3 separate regions of the Mus musculus genome follow, and all the other regions are linked to region 2. Evidence: chromatin contacts called from public HiChIP or PLAC-seq and promoter capture Hi-C data. All regions are on one chromosome and are shown on one strand. The core of a region is the stretch at or near the end of the contact, and the rest is flanking DNA. Distances in the headings are between cores, read along the strand shown. Region 1 holds the start of Ndel1 (nudE neurodevelopment protein 1 like 1). Region 2 holds the start of Nup88 (nucleoporin 88). Region 3 holds the start of Ncbp3 (nuclear cap binding subunit 3).

Region 1 (4,434 bases), core at 1,386-3,885, 2.1 Mb after region 2:
TACAGGAGATTCGATGAAAAGTTTGTGTTTTCATGACTAGAACATAGCACAACTGAGAGCATGTAAATAATTCTAGAGAATTCAGTTGAAGCAGAAGGAAGATCTATTGGGGTTTAGGAAAGTGGGCATGAGGCAGGTTGTTAGATTACTGAGATCCCTCGATCTGATCTCCACCTTTAAGGATTAGCAAAAAAAAAACCATATCGATTAAAGGAGTATAGAAAATTAGATGGAAGTATTCCCCCCCCCCCCCCCCCGTGTGTGCGCGCGCACACACAGGCTTTGTTGTTTAAGTCCAGGTGTTCTTATGTAGAACTGTAGGCTGTCCTGGAACTTTCCAGGATTACGGGCGTGCACCAGCACACCCAGTGAGCCTTTGATTTTTGTGGTGTCTTATTTACCTGATCCCTAAGTTAAATATGTTCCATCTCCTCAGAGTTTCCGCAGCAGGTTTATATGCACTGCGTAACTGTGCTGGCTAGTCTTATGTCACCTTGACACACAAACTAGAGTTATCTGAAAGGAGGGAACCTCAACTGAGATCCAGCTGTAAAGAATGTTTTAATTAGTGATCAATGGGGGAGGATTGTGGTTGTTTTCATCCCTGGGCTGGTGGTCCTGGATTCTATAAGAGAGCAGGCTGAGCAAGCCATGGGAAGCAAGCCAGTAAGCAGTACTCTCCCTCCCCAATCCCCATGGCCTCTGCATCACCTGCAGCATCCAGGTTCCTGCCCTGTTTTGAGTTCCTATCCTGACTTCCTTTGGTGTTGAACAGTGATATGGAAGTGGAAGCTGAATAAACCCTTTCCTCAACAACTTGCTTTTCGGTCATGGTGTTTCATTGCAGCAGTAGAACCTTAGCTAAAATAATTGCCTTTTTTGAGTATGGGATGGGCCAAAGTCCAGCATTCTCACTAGCTGGAGTTTGGACCCAGATCTCTCTTTTAGTAGCTGATCACCCTTTACCCATCGGAAGGGTGGAACTTGATCTGTTTCTTGCATTTTGTAGCAGAGAAGATGTTGGGATATTTACACGTGTTCTCAGAGATTGTTACATTGAACTTTCTGGGTCAGTCCAAAAAGGACCTTGTACTGGAACCTATGGGAAGTGCCCTGGAATGCTTTACAAAGTTTGAAGGGTACAGCAGCTCTCACCTTTTCTTCTCTTACAATGCTAGTTTTATAACTTGTGCTTCCTTTTGAGACTGTCATCTTCTTTACTGATTTATTTCCCATGGATTTGGTGTAATGGAAGGAGGTCGGGCAGTTTGCTGACTCTAGGGTACTATTCCAGCCTCTGGGCCAACGAAGATCAGAGCAGGGCCTTTGGCTTCTGAGGGCTCTGCCAAGCTAAGCCCATTCATTAAGAAGGGGATGATGCCAGTCCTAGGGGCAGAGCAAATGGGAGGGGCAGCAGCCTGGGAGATGATGTCACTGTTTTCTGAAGGGCCTGGCCAGCCATTAGGTGACTCAGTGTGTTTCTTAGCACCTCAGCCAGGAGGCAGGACAGAAGCTGTGGCCTTTTTATCTTTTCCTGTTTGGGTGGGACGGTTCCTGTCTTGGCACCGGGTCTATAGGAAAGCCTTCATTAATCACTTCTCTGCCTTAAGTCTGATTAGATTGAGCAGAGTTTCAGGTAGGGAAGCCAGACTGAGTTTCAAAGCTGTTCCAGGCCACTGGCCTGTAAAGCAGACCTTTTTTTTTTTTTTTTTTGAGTCTTATGTTACAATATAGATCTAATGATTCCAGCTTCAAATGTTGTTGATGGTTAACAGTAGTGTATGGAAGGCACTTTAGCCCCACGGTCTAGCCTATGTTTCCCTTCTTGTCAGCGTAGTAGTGGATAACAGTGTAGCTTCTGAGTTTGAATTTGCGCTGTAGGTGAGTGACCTTGGGGAACTTCATCTTGCTATTTCTTACTTGTAAATGAGAGTGACGTGGGGTTACTGTGACAAAGCAATGCACCCCAGTGACTGGTACAACTACGGGCGCGACAAACCGCACAGTGAACTCATAATCTCTTTTTAAAAACCCTATATCCTTCATAGTGTAGTTCAAGACGCTCTAGACCCCAGTAATCTTCCTCTGCTCATCAGTTTGGGTTCTCCTTAAAAATCCATCTCGCACCGTTTTTTGTTTATATTGACCTTTCCCAACCGTATACGTGGGCTCACCTTGTCTTTCTTAGGCTCAGCATATGTCTTATGCTATGTTGTTTTGTCTTCAAACTTCAAAACCAATCCCAACAGCACTGAAATAACAATTACATTGAGCATGAGACAGCTAAAGTTCCTATAGTTGTTCCCCAAATGCCTTTTTTAAATTTAAGTTTCTAGTTCCAGGACAGTTGTGTATTTCTCCTGTCTCCTTCGTGAGCTAGTACTCTATACTGGCTTTATACTGGCTTCCCATTTTAGCCTAGGGAACTACTCTCCTGCGCAGCACAGCTTCCGGAGACAGCACAGGGCTAAAAAACCCACCTCCTTCGGGGGTCCGGGGCGGCGCCTGCGCAGGACGCTGTCGCAGATCTCACGTCAGCGCGCAAAGCCTAGGTCGGCTCCACGTGACTCTGGCCTCCCACCGCTCCGCCCCGCACGCCAGCCTGCTTCTGCGCATGCTCTTGACTCCGCCCCCGTGCGTCACAGAATGGCCTCCGACACCCAGGGAGCCCCTGACGTGTCGGGGAGGAGCCCGGTGCGGGGATACGCGGAGTGGAGCTCAGGGCTGCGGAAGGGAGCAGAGCTGAGCGGCTGGGCGGGCCTGGCCAGGCCAGCGGAGCAGAGACGTCGGCCGAGCGGCGGCGAACATGCGCTTTTGACACATTGGCGGTGAGCTCCCGTGCGACGCAGCCTCTGGGGTTCGAGCCAGGCGGGCAGCGCCGAGGCCTGCCCCGGGGGAGCCTGCCTGACCGCCGCCGGGCTGGGGCTCAGCCCGCTGGGCCAGGCCGGGCTTGGGTTCTGGGGCGGCCCGTACCGAGACAACTGTTCCAACCGCTTTAACTGTCCCCTCCTTACTGGCGGAGGTGTGGCCCACCGGGGGCACCTGCGGGAGAGCGAGTCCCGGGCTTCCAGAGGAGGGACGGAGGCCGGGACGTGGCACCGGGGGCTGAGGCGCTGACGGCTCGAGGAGTGGCCCAGTTGGGGTGGCGGAGGCGCGCCCAGCTTCTCGCTCCACCCATCCTTGATTCCCTGGAGCTGCCGGGGTGGTTAGGAGCCGGGCAGGATCTTGATTTCCCAGCGCCCCAGATGCGGGAGGCGAGAGCAGGAGCAGCCCGCGTTGGCAGAGACTGGCAGTCTCGTGACTGCCTGCCCCGAACTGCTAATCATCCTCTTTGGAGTTGGGGAAAGTCTCACTAACCAACCGACCCCGGTTGCTTGGATTCGCTTCTTATTTTTCTCTGAGAAACGATGAGGTGACTAACACTTTTAAGTTTAAGGCGAGTGAGGGTCCTTTTCATTACCCGGGCCCATTCCTGTAGCGTTTGTAAACATTTTAGAACATTTGCTGTTTGTACTTGCGACGGATACTGTAAGTCACTTTTTGCTGGATGGGGAAATTGAACCTAGGTACAGGAGGTTGGGGCAACTGAGTGATTTTTATTTGGGTTCCACTAACTGGTGAGAAGTTTAGCTTGGGTTACAATTTACCTTTCTAAGCTCAGGGTTCTGGTTTCTGTTTTCATGAGATTTTTTTTTTTTAACTTCTTCAGCCGGAAAGAGGACTGAACATTGGACTTGTTAAAGATAATACCAGAAGTTACTAGATGACTTATTTATTTTCGAGTAAATTGACCAAAAAAACCAAAAAAACCCCAAACCAAACAACAACAACAAACAAAAAACCCCCAAAAGCTCAGTTACTAGAAAAATCTTATCCTGAAGCTTGCTCATGAGTGGCTGGTTGTTAGTCTGAAAATTATGTTGCTTTCACTGCACTTAAGAGGTAGGGTAATGTCTGCCAAATCAGAAAGCTGAGAGGGCAAAGCTCATCATTAAGTTAAGGAGTCAAAAGAGACCAAAGGACACCCAGTTGGGGGTATCTCTTCTGAATTGTTGTTAAAATCTTAGAGTAGGAATACATAAAGAACAAAGAAAACCTTTAGCTCCAGTTAGAGACAAACTTAATCTTAGAAGAAGTTGCTAAATCTGCAGTGCCTTGGTTTTGAATTGAATTGAAGTTGGATCCAGAGCATTTGAAATAAAAAATAGACCTGAACATGCTTTTATGAGACCAACAAAATTTATTTTCATGCGTATTTTAAACCATGCTAAAATAGACTTGAGGATTGAGGACTTAAGTTAAAATTACTTTCTAGGCACTTCATAAGGGAGAGAAATAAGGCCTATTTCATTCTGCATATATGTTAATAGTCATGTAAAATTAATTTTCTTAGTGCTGTACAGAGTATCTTTGCCAGTAAGCTCTGTTAGATGA
Region 2 (4,221 bases), core at 319-2,818:
TAACTTCAGACATTTATATGGCTTCTAAATTCCTGGAATTGTACAAATGGCTATAGTAATGGTCTTCTTGTAAAATAGTACTTTACAACCCTGGTATGGGTTTTTAATTTTTTTTCCTGTGTCTATGTGTGTGCCTGTATGAGTTTATGTGCACCACACCAGTGCTGATGCACACCAGGGCCAGAAGATGGCAATAGACCACTTGGAACTGGAGTTACAGCCATCGGGTCTGCTACTGAAACATAAGGACTCTTGAGCCATCTCTCCACCCCCAACTCGGGACAGTTTTTGTTCCCAAGTGGTTGTCACAGCTCTGCTTGAAGAACTGCTACTGACTGGTGCCATTTAGTAGGTGGAGAGACCAAGGCTGCTGCATCTAAGTGTTCTACATTGTACAGAACCACCTCCCATAATAGAACGTTCTCCTTCGAAACGTCAGCACTCACTGTTGAGAAACACTACTCCACACAACATGTTCAGCATGAAGATTGTTTTTCTGGGTGGTTCTTCTGGAATACACCCACCCTTTTGAGACTGCTGAACAGGGAGATAAGCTGCTTCTTAGAAGGAACTACTTGAGTTCGGAAGAAGGCGGAGCTTAAGTTCAACTCTCCTAACCGTGTCTGATGTTCTTCAGGAGAGAAATAACTTCTATCTCACGTGACGTATACATACGGAGTGCTTCCCTCTGTAACCGAACGTTAGGTGGTGGTGTTGCTACTGCTGTCATGACTCTTAAAATATGAAACAAAGTCGAATCCTAGGATAGCATAACACCTACGCCGGCCAACAGCCCGGGCGGCGGCCGGGACCCAATCCTATAGCAAGAGATCCACCTCGCTGGCCAGGCACACCGGGCACCTGCTCCACAACCAGTGCTGAAGCGAGCACACCGAGGACAGAGGTCCTTGGGAAGATTAGGGAAGTGATGACAACCCAAACTTCACACTCACCTGCCTGAAAGTTTCTTTCCAGTGGGGCGAGCCCACCTGCTTGTACAACAAGCGGTGCGGAGACCCCGAGGACTCTGCCATCTCCTCCCTTAGCGGGAAACAGCGCCCAAATCACCGCCCCTTAGCCGCGCGCAAAGGATTCTGGAAGTTGTAGTCTCGGCGCAGTCTGTCTGTACTTCAGGCCGCCGGGCTTTCTTGGAATTGTATCTAGTTTCTATCCCCTCACAGTGACAGATTTAGGGGAATCCGAGGATAGATGAAGCAGTGACAGTTGAGAAGTAAACACCACCCGGGCTGAGGGAGGTGAATCTTGAGAGAAAGTTCTGGGTTTACCCAGAGGAAGTTGTCCAGTAGACAATCAGACACACATCTCTCATCCTTAACGCTACCCCCTCACTGGCCCAGCAGCAGCCCCAAAGCGATCCTTACACTCCACTCCGCCCCGCCCCGCCCCGCCCACCTTGGCTTCAACCCGCGGCCCTGTCTATCCTCTAGCGATTCTTTCTTATTGGGCCAACTTCTCGAGATTCCTACACTTTGATAGGCTGAAGCTGTGAAGTGCTGGCCGCGGATTGGCTACGCACAGCAGCGGGCTTCGTTTCCTCCCGCCCCTCAATCCTGAGCTGTTAGTTCAAGATGGCGGCTGCCGTGGGGCCCTTGGGCGATGGGGAGCTGTGGCAGAGCTGGCTTCCTAACCACGTCGTGTTCTTGCGGCTCCGCGAGGGCGTAAGAAACCAGAGTCCAGCCGAAGCGGAGAAGCCAGCGGCTTCGACTTCACCCTCGTGCCCGTCTCTGCCGCCGCATTTGCCGACGAGAAACCTGGTCTTCGGCCTCGGAGGGGAACTGTTTCTGTGGGACGCAGAAGGCAGCGCCTTCTTGGTGGTTCGCCTTCGAGGCCCCAGCGGTGGTGGCGTGGAGCCTCCTCTCTCCCAGTATCAGGTGCGCCGGTCCATCGTGAAAGCAATCAGCCTTTTGGTTCGTTGGCGGACCTGGGCTGGCGTCTTTTGGGAACGCCCCACTTCGAGTGGAATGACCCCGCTTTGTAGCTCAATCTGGTCTGGAATCACTATGTAGCCCAGGCTAGCCAGGAACTCCTGCCCCAGTCTCTGAGTGTTGAGATTACGGGTCTAAGTCATTTATAAACACCAAAACAGAGGCTAGGCCTGTGTGTGTGTCCAGCACCTGACATAAACCTAGAGCATGCACAAGCTCCGTAATATCTGTGATTTGCTTCGGTGGGGGTGGAGGGGTTTGTTGAGACAGGGTTAACAGCCCTGGTTGTTCTGGAACGCACTCTGTAGAGCAGGCTGACCTCATTAACAGAGATCTGGAGGATCCTGATCAGAGCTAGGATTAAGCCATGTGCTGCCACTGCCCAGTTCTACAACAGGCATTTAAAGACATGGGCCTACAGATTTAAAAGCAATTAGAAATATTATTATATTCAAAAGAAATCCTTATTTAAAAGGATTTTTGGCTTAGTATAATTCTCCATACTAAGGTAAATAATATATTGATGGTCTCATCATTATTTACGAATAATAAAAAGAAATTAGAAATCTAAAATGGTCATGAGAAAAGAAATAGGAAGTACCAGGGTGAGAGTATTTTTGAGGCTATATGATGCTATGACAAATTATTGAAACTCCCTTAAACTATCACTCTTTTATATTAAGTCCACGTAGATGAAGCAGTACTGCTTGCTGCAAGGCGCTTGAAGGTAATCTAGGGCCTTACCTGTGACCTTGGGTGACCTGGAGCTCAAACAGAGCCACCTGCACCTTATCTGGTGCTGGGAATAAAGGCGTGAACCTTTACACTTGGCCTGAAGCTCTTCCTTTCTCTACAGTACAGTTATAAGATGGTAATCTGTTGATACTTCCGAGTTTATGTATTTACTGGGTATCAAGAGTCTGCTTGAGGCCAGGAACACAGAAGAAAAATCTCAAGTAGCGCCTACTGGGTTATGTCAGGGAAAGTTTAGAATGTTTAAGACCTGTGGTATTACCCAGAGCTGTGGTGTGGAACTACAGAAAACATGCCTTTGTTCCCTGGCCGCAAGATCAGGGGTAATTTCTCCCTTTTTTTTTTTTTTTTTTTAAGTTTTTGTTTTTAAATTTTCTGGGTATGTATGTTTTCCTGCAAATGAGTGCTGCATATAACATCTATGTGCCTGGTGCACACAGATGCTACAGAGCCACCGTGCGGGGGCTGGGAATTGAACCCAGGTCCTCTGGAAGAGTAGCCCTGTGGTTTTTATTTTCAGTTTGTGTGTGTGTTTGGTGAGAGAGAGAGAGAGAGAGAATATGAATATGAATGAGCCCCAAGAATATGGGTGCTGGGAACCAAACTCAGGTCTTTTGCAAGGGCAGCAAGTGCTTTTAGGTGTTGTCATCTATCAAGAACCTAGAGATTATTTCTTGGGGAATAATCAGCTAATGACACAGTTAGTACATGCTCAGAATGCTATTTATAACTTTAGAAATTTAAAACGTGATTATGGTTTCAAGCAACTCTGAAATAAATTTATATTAAAATTAACTATTTTTACTAAATGGTTTTACTTTCAGAGATTACTCTGCATTAATCCACCCTTGTTTGAAATCCATCAAGTCTTGTTGAGTCCAACCCAACATCATGTAGCACTTATCGGAAGTAAAGGACTTATGGCATTAGAATTACCTCAGAGGTGGGGGAAGGACTCTGAATTTGAAGGTGGAAAAGCAACTGTGAATTGTAGGTAAGTTGTATTTTCATTTAGTATTTATCTGTGTAAGTTGCTAAGACCCAAAATGGTTGAAATGTATTTAGGGGCCACTATTGAAACATTTGAGCATTTGTATGGTCCTGCACACTGACTTCCTGTGGTACTATTGTTGTCCGTTCTTTTTTAAACATGTATGAGTGGTTTGCCTTCATTTAGTAAGTGCAGTGCTTGTGTGCCTGGACAGCAAGAAGAGAGTGTCAAATCTCCTAAACTGGAGTTAGAGTTTAGCTGCTACGAGGTTGCTAGGAGCCAATGTTGGATCCTCTGCAAAAGCGGCAGGTGCTCTAAACTCCTGAGCCACCTTCCCAGTCCCTGCTGTTATTTTTGAAGAATACTGTGTTAATTTTTTTTTTGGATTTTAAATTTTTTTTAATTAGGTATTTTCCTCAATTACATTTCCGATGCTATCCCAAAAGTCCCCCATACCCTCCCCCCCAACTCCCCTACCCACCCATTCCCACTTTTTGGCCCTGGTGTTCCCCTGTACTGGGGCATATAAAG
Region 3 (4,376 bases), core at 484-2,983, 2.1 Mb before region 2:
CAAAAATGAGATAGTCACATAACTCCCCAAACCAGACTGGACACATTTCCCACGAAAGGCCACTAGGTGGCGCAAATGCCTCCAGGAGAATGCTTCAGGTCCTGGATCTCTGGGAAAAATACAGGCTAATACAATGAAGAAAGGAGGGGATAAAAACAGAACTAAAGTCTCAGGACTGCAGCTGATACCCTGGACTCTGCATTCAATCTCCAGGCCTTGCTTTCCTCCACAATACCTGTCTTTCTGACTTCTGTTCTCGTGCTTAAGACAATCCAACATTTCTCCAACAAAACAATCCTGTTTCCATCTCTAAGACTTCTGAGCTTGCTGTCCTCCCCGCTAGGAATTACTCCCTTCCAACTGACATGGTCGGCCCCTTTTTGTCATTTGGGGTTCAAGTTGAATCTAACTATCTCAAGGGACTTTCCTGTGCATCCCAACACACACCAACTGCTTCACATCCCTCCTGGCCACTGTGCTTTTTATCCTATTAACAGGGTGTGTGTGTGTGTGTGTGTGTGTGTGTGTGTGTGTGTGTGTGTTTGTTTTTGTAGCACTTAATACAAAAGGGAACTATTTACTTGTCTCCCCTACTAGGGCAACACCAAGAGGGAGTTCGCTCTTAAGCACCTAGGATTACACCAGCACACAGAGAGGTGTGTGATATAAACATGTTAAACTGACTGAATGGATAACACCTGACCTATACACTATCCACTATAACCTATAGATGTTGTCACCAAAGGTATTGTCATTTGTCATCACTACCTTAGCCTTCACTCATAACTTCAAATGTAAAACCAAGCTGCTATCATGTAATTAAAGGAGGGGGCGCAGGGAGTTCACGTTGTATGTGAAAACCGAGCTATCCAGGCCTCAGACCAGCTTTAAGAAGGGGCATGTGACTACCAAACCACAGGCAAAACACTCCTCAGACCCACTGTGGTTAAAGAAAGATCAAATGTCACTGTGTGTCAGAAGCTGGGACCACCGAGAGTAGACGCAGTGAAGGTGCGGGGACGTGAGGACCCTCATCCACAATACCAACACACGAGTGTCTGCTGTTTGACAGGTCTAGCCCTCCCAAGCGAAGAGAGCTGGTTTAAGTGACACCAACTCGGCCGGGGAAGGAGGACCCACCAGGAGACCTGGATGCCGGCGGCACCTAACACTTTCTTTGAGGGCTGATTCAGGTTCTGTTCCCGCCCGCGGCTCCTTTTTATCTCCAACCAAACACAGCTGATTCCGTTCGGGGCCACCGAGGGGCAGCGAGAGGGGTGTCCCCAACTCTCTCCGAGATCCCCCGCCTCTCCAGCGCTCTCTGCACCCATTTCCGGGCGCCCCGGCGTCCTTTCTCTCTGGCGCTCTCCGGGTCATGCGCGGCCCCCGCCTTTCGGCGCTCGCGCCCCTTTCCCGCGTTCCCGGACTTGCGCCAGTGCCGCCGTCCGCCACCTTCCCTGACTCTCCAGGGACACCCGCCCGGCGACCTCCTCAGCCCCCGCCCCTCTCGCCCGTACCGGGAGCAGTTCCTTTAGGGAGCGCCGCACCGGCACGATTTCCAGCTCGCCTTCTTCCACTTCCATGGGCTCCGGCTCGCCACGCTCCAAACCGGACTCCACCTCGGGCGACGGAAGCCCCAAAGCCGGCCCAGCGGGGGCCTCCGCCTTCACAGACACTCGCAGGCCGCGGACGGCCGCCATAGCTGCCAGCCGGCCGCACCACCGAAAGCCCGCCCCTCACTCCCGCCGCCTAGAGCGCCGTCGCCGATGACCACAGAGGAGCACCGCTATCACCTAGAGCGTCGTCTGTTTCTACCAGAAAGCTGTCCTTATCTCTGGCGCCCCCTTGGTGACCTAGGAACCTGGGGCCGGCTTGGGGCGGGACTTCGCGGGGTAGGGGGCGGGACGAAGCAGTGATGGAGGTGGAGCGTCGTCTGAGGTTCCAAAATACCTGCACTTTGAGGACTATACTTCTAAGAACTGCTGAGCGGTTACCGCGATCTATCATCTAGGCAATCTGAGCGTTTACAAAGTTATTTCCGTAGTAAGCTTTGGCTCTGTCAAGTCTTCCAGTAATTGAGCCATATTATGTGGTCAAAATTTTAAACTAGGGCCCAGTGTAGGGGTTACATGCCTATAATCCCAGCAGTCAGGAGTCAGAGGCAGGCACATCTCTAAGTTCCAGGCCATCCAGGGATCCAAGGTAAAACCCTGCCTACATTTAAACTGGAAAGGGATGGTACACGATTGTATTCCCAGCACTTGGGAGATAGAGGCAGGAGGACTAGGGGCTGAAGGTTATCCCCCAATTACACCAAGGGGCAATTGCTAGTTTGAGGCCAGCCTAAACTACAGAAGATCCTATCTTAAAAGGGGAAGAGGGGTGCTTCAAGATCACAGTGACCTACCCAAAGGGCAGAACCAGAGCTTAGACCCATTTTGTCACTTCTGGGAGCTCTACTCATCAGAGACTCACAAGCAAGATTTCCTGCAAATGTTCCTAGTAAGAGTCTGGCTGGGAAAGAGGAAAGGCTTGTTCAGACTTGAAGAAGGGACTTCTTGTCTGTCATGAGTCCTGATTTTGTGTCTCCTCCTGTGTCATATTTAGTTAGCCCTTTCTAGACCTATCTCCCAATCTGAACCAGGAATAGGTAAGACCATATATCTGAGCCCCTAAAAATCTTTTCAGAGAAAGGCAAATCATTCTAAAACAGAAAAAAAAATCACAAGACTCAGATACACTAGGTCACTTTGGGCATGGCACGGAACCTCAGTTCCTTCATCAGAACATAGAACAGTGACACACCTCCACAGAAGAATATAAGGACCGAATGAGCTAGTTATGTGCGGCTGTAAGATCCAAAAGAGGTGATACTGTACATCCAAGCTTTTCTTGAAATGGGTCTGTACCATGGGACAAACAAGATGGAATTCCTTAGAATGGTACCATCAATTGATTGCAATGCAAAGTACAAAATTGGGTTAAAACAATGGATTGTATTTTCTTTTCTCCTGTTCCCCTTCCTTTCTTTCCTTCCGTTTTTCTTTTGCTGTATTAACAATGCAACCCAGAGACTTGAGCATGCTAACAAAGCCCTTTACCAGTGAGCTTTACCCCAGCCCTCTTGTTTTGAGACAGAGTCTTGCTATGTAGCACTGGCTGGCCCACTACTTGCTTTGTAGCTGAGAATGATCTTAAACTCCTAATCCTCCTACCTCTGCCTCCTGCGTGATGGGCTTATAGGCATGTACCACCATGCCTGGCTCCCTAGTGTGTGTTTTATAGAACTGTTTGTGTTTGGGATAGCCAGCTGTGGGTGACAGTCATGAACCCCACCATTACACTATCTTTCTAGGCCTGTGGAGTAGGAGGTAGGAGAAACAAAAGCAGTTAATTACTTAGCCACACAGGCCTCTCTACCTCCTAAAGAGACTTGCAGCTTGAGGATTCAATTCAGAGGGATTTGAAATTACAGTGCAAAGAGGCCTTGGGGCACCCACAGGAGGGGGTGGTTATCAGGCAGTCAACGCTTAAGTTCCCAGGCTGCTACCAGACAGCCCTATACCTTTCTCCTGACTTGGTCCTAACTGTAAGTGACTATTCCTGGTTGTCAACCTGACTATATCTGGAATGAACTACAGTCCAGATTGGAAGGCTTACCTGTGATCAGATCTTGAGGCTGGGAGACACATGTTTCTGACCTGGATCTTGGCATGGAGATCTTGAGTCATTGTGACCATGAGAAGCTTAGGCTCAGATGAGGTAGTACACGCTTTTAATCCCTGGAGACTGAGACAAGGAGATCTCCGAGTTCAAGGTCAGCCTAGGACAAGCAAGTCCCAGATCCAGCAGTGGTGATACACCCCTTTAATCTGGGCCACATCTGCTGGAGGCTCACATGAGGACATTGGAAGAAGGAAGATTCACTCTTCTTTGCCTGCTCGCCCTGTGGGACTGAGCAACTGCTAGATCCTTGGACTTCCATTCACAGCTGCTGCTGACCATTGCTGGGGAGTTGGACTCCAGACTGTAAGTCATCAACAAATTCCCTTACTGTATAGAGACTACCCATAAGTTCTAAGACTCTGGAGAGCCCTGACTAATACACCCAACTTGCTTCTTCTGCCATCCTGTCCACAGTGCAGCCCAATGAGGTGAAACCACAGGGAATTTAGGAGGTGGTAAAGAATTTTCAAAAAGTTACAGTTAGTAGGGCTGGAGAGATGGCTCACCTGGTAAAATCCCTGCAGTGCAAGGACCTGATTCTAAATCCTCAGCACTTGTGTAAAAGCTTGGCAAAGTGACAGCCATCTACCCCAAGTGTTGGAGAAGCAGTGACAGGCAGATCCCTGAACCCACTGGCCAAATCTGGTAGT

Evidence for each region. HiChIP or PLAC-seq counts read pairs in DNA pulled down with a chosen protein or histone mark. Capture Hi-C pulls out chosen DNA fragments and counts their contacts.
Region 1: an H3K27ac HiChIP or PLAC-seq map of double positive thymocytes shows a contact between it and region 2, with 8 times the contacts expected there. The contact joins the promoter of Ndel1 here to the promoter of Nup88 in region 2. A contact is called at or near these places in 1 of 484 Hi-C or Micro-C datasets (CD4 T cells), 1 of 115 datasets of contacts at active chromatin or transcription factors (double positive thymocytes) and 1 of 9 other capture datasets (adipose tissue).
Region 3: a contact with region 2 is called in a promoter capture Hi-C map of adipose tissue, with 4 times the contacts expected there. The contact joins the promoter of Ncbp3 here to the promoter of Nup88 in region 2. A contact is called at or near these places in 2 of 39 promoter capture datasets (hippocampal neurons and liver), 1 of 115 datasets of contacts at active chromatin or transcription factors (embryonic forebrain) and 2 of 9 other capture datasets (adipose tissue and liver).

The regions. Positions count from the first base shown.
Region 1 is chr11:68,851,336-68,855,769 of GRCm38.p6, reverse strand. Ndel1 (nudE neurodevelopment protein 1 like 1) reads left to right here and starts at 2,635. Exons shown (of 9, transcript NM_023668.3): 1 at 2,635-2,828.
Region 2 is chr11:70,967,320-70,971,540 of GRCm38.p6, reverse strand. Nup88 (nucleoporin 88) reads left to right here and starts at 1,568. Exons shown (of 17, transcript NM_172394.3): 1 at 1,568-1,892; 2 at 3,524-3,693. The coding sequence starts at 1,590. It overlaps Rpain (RPA interacting protein), which reads right to left and starts at 1,342. Exons shown (of 7, transcript NM_027186.3): 1 at 954-1,342. The coding sequence starts at 1,034.
Region 3 is chr11:73,045,224-73,049,599 of GRCm38.p6, reverse strand. Ncbp3 (nuclear cap binding subunit 3) reads right to left here and starts at 1,733. Exons shown (of 13, transcript NM_025818.3): 1 at 1,518-1,733. The coding sequence starts at 1,700.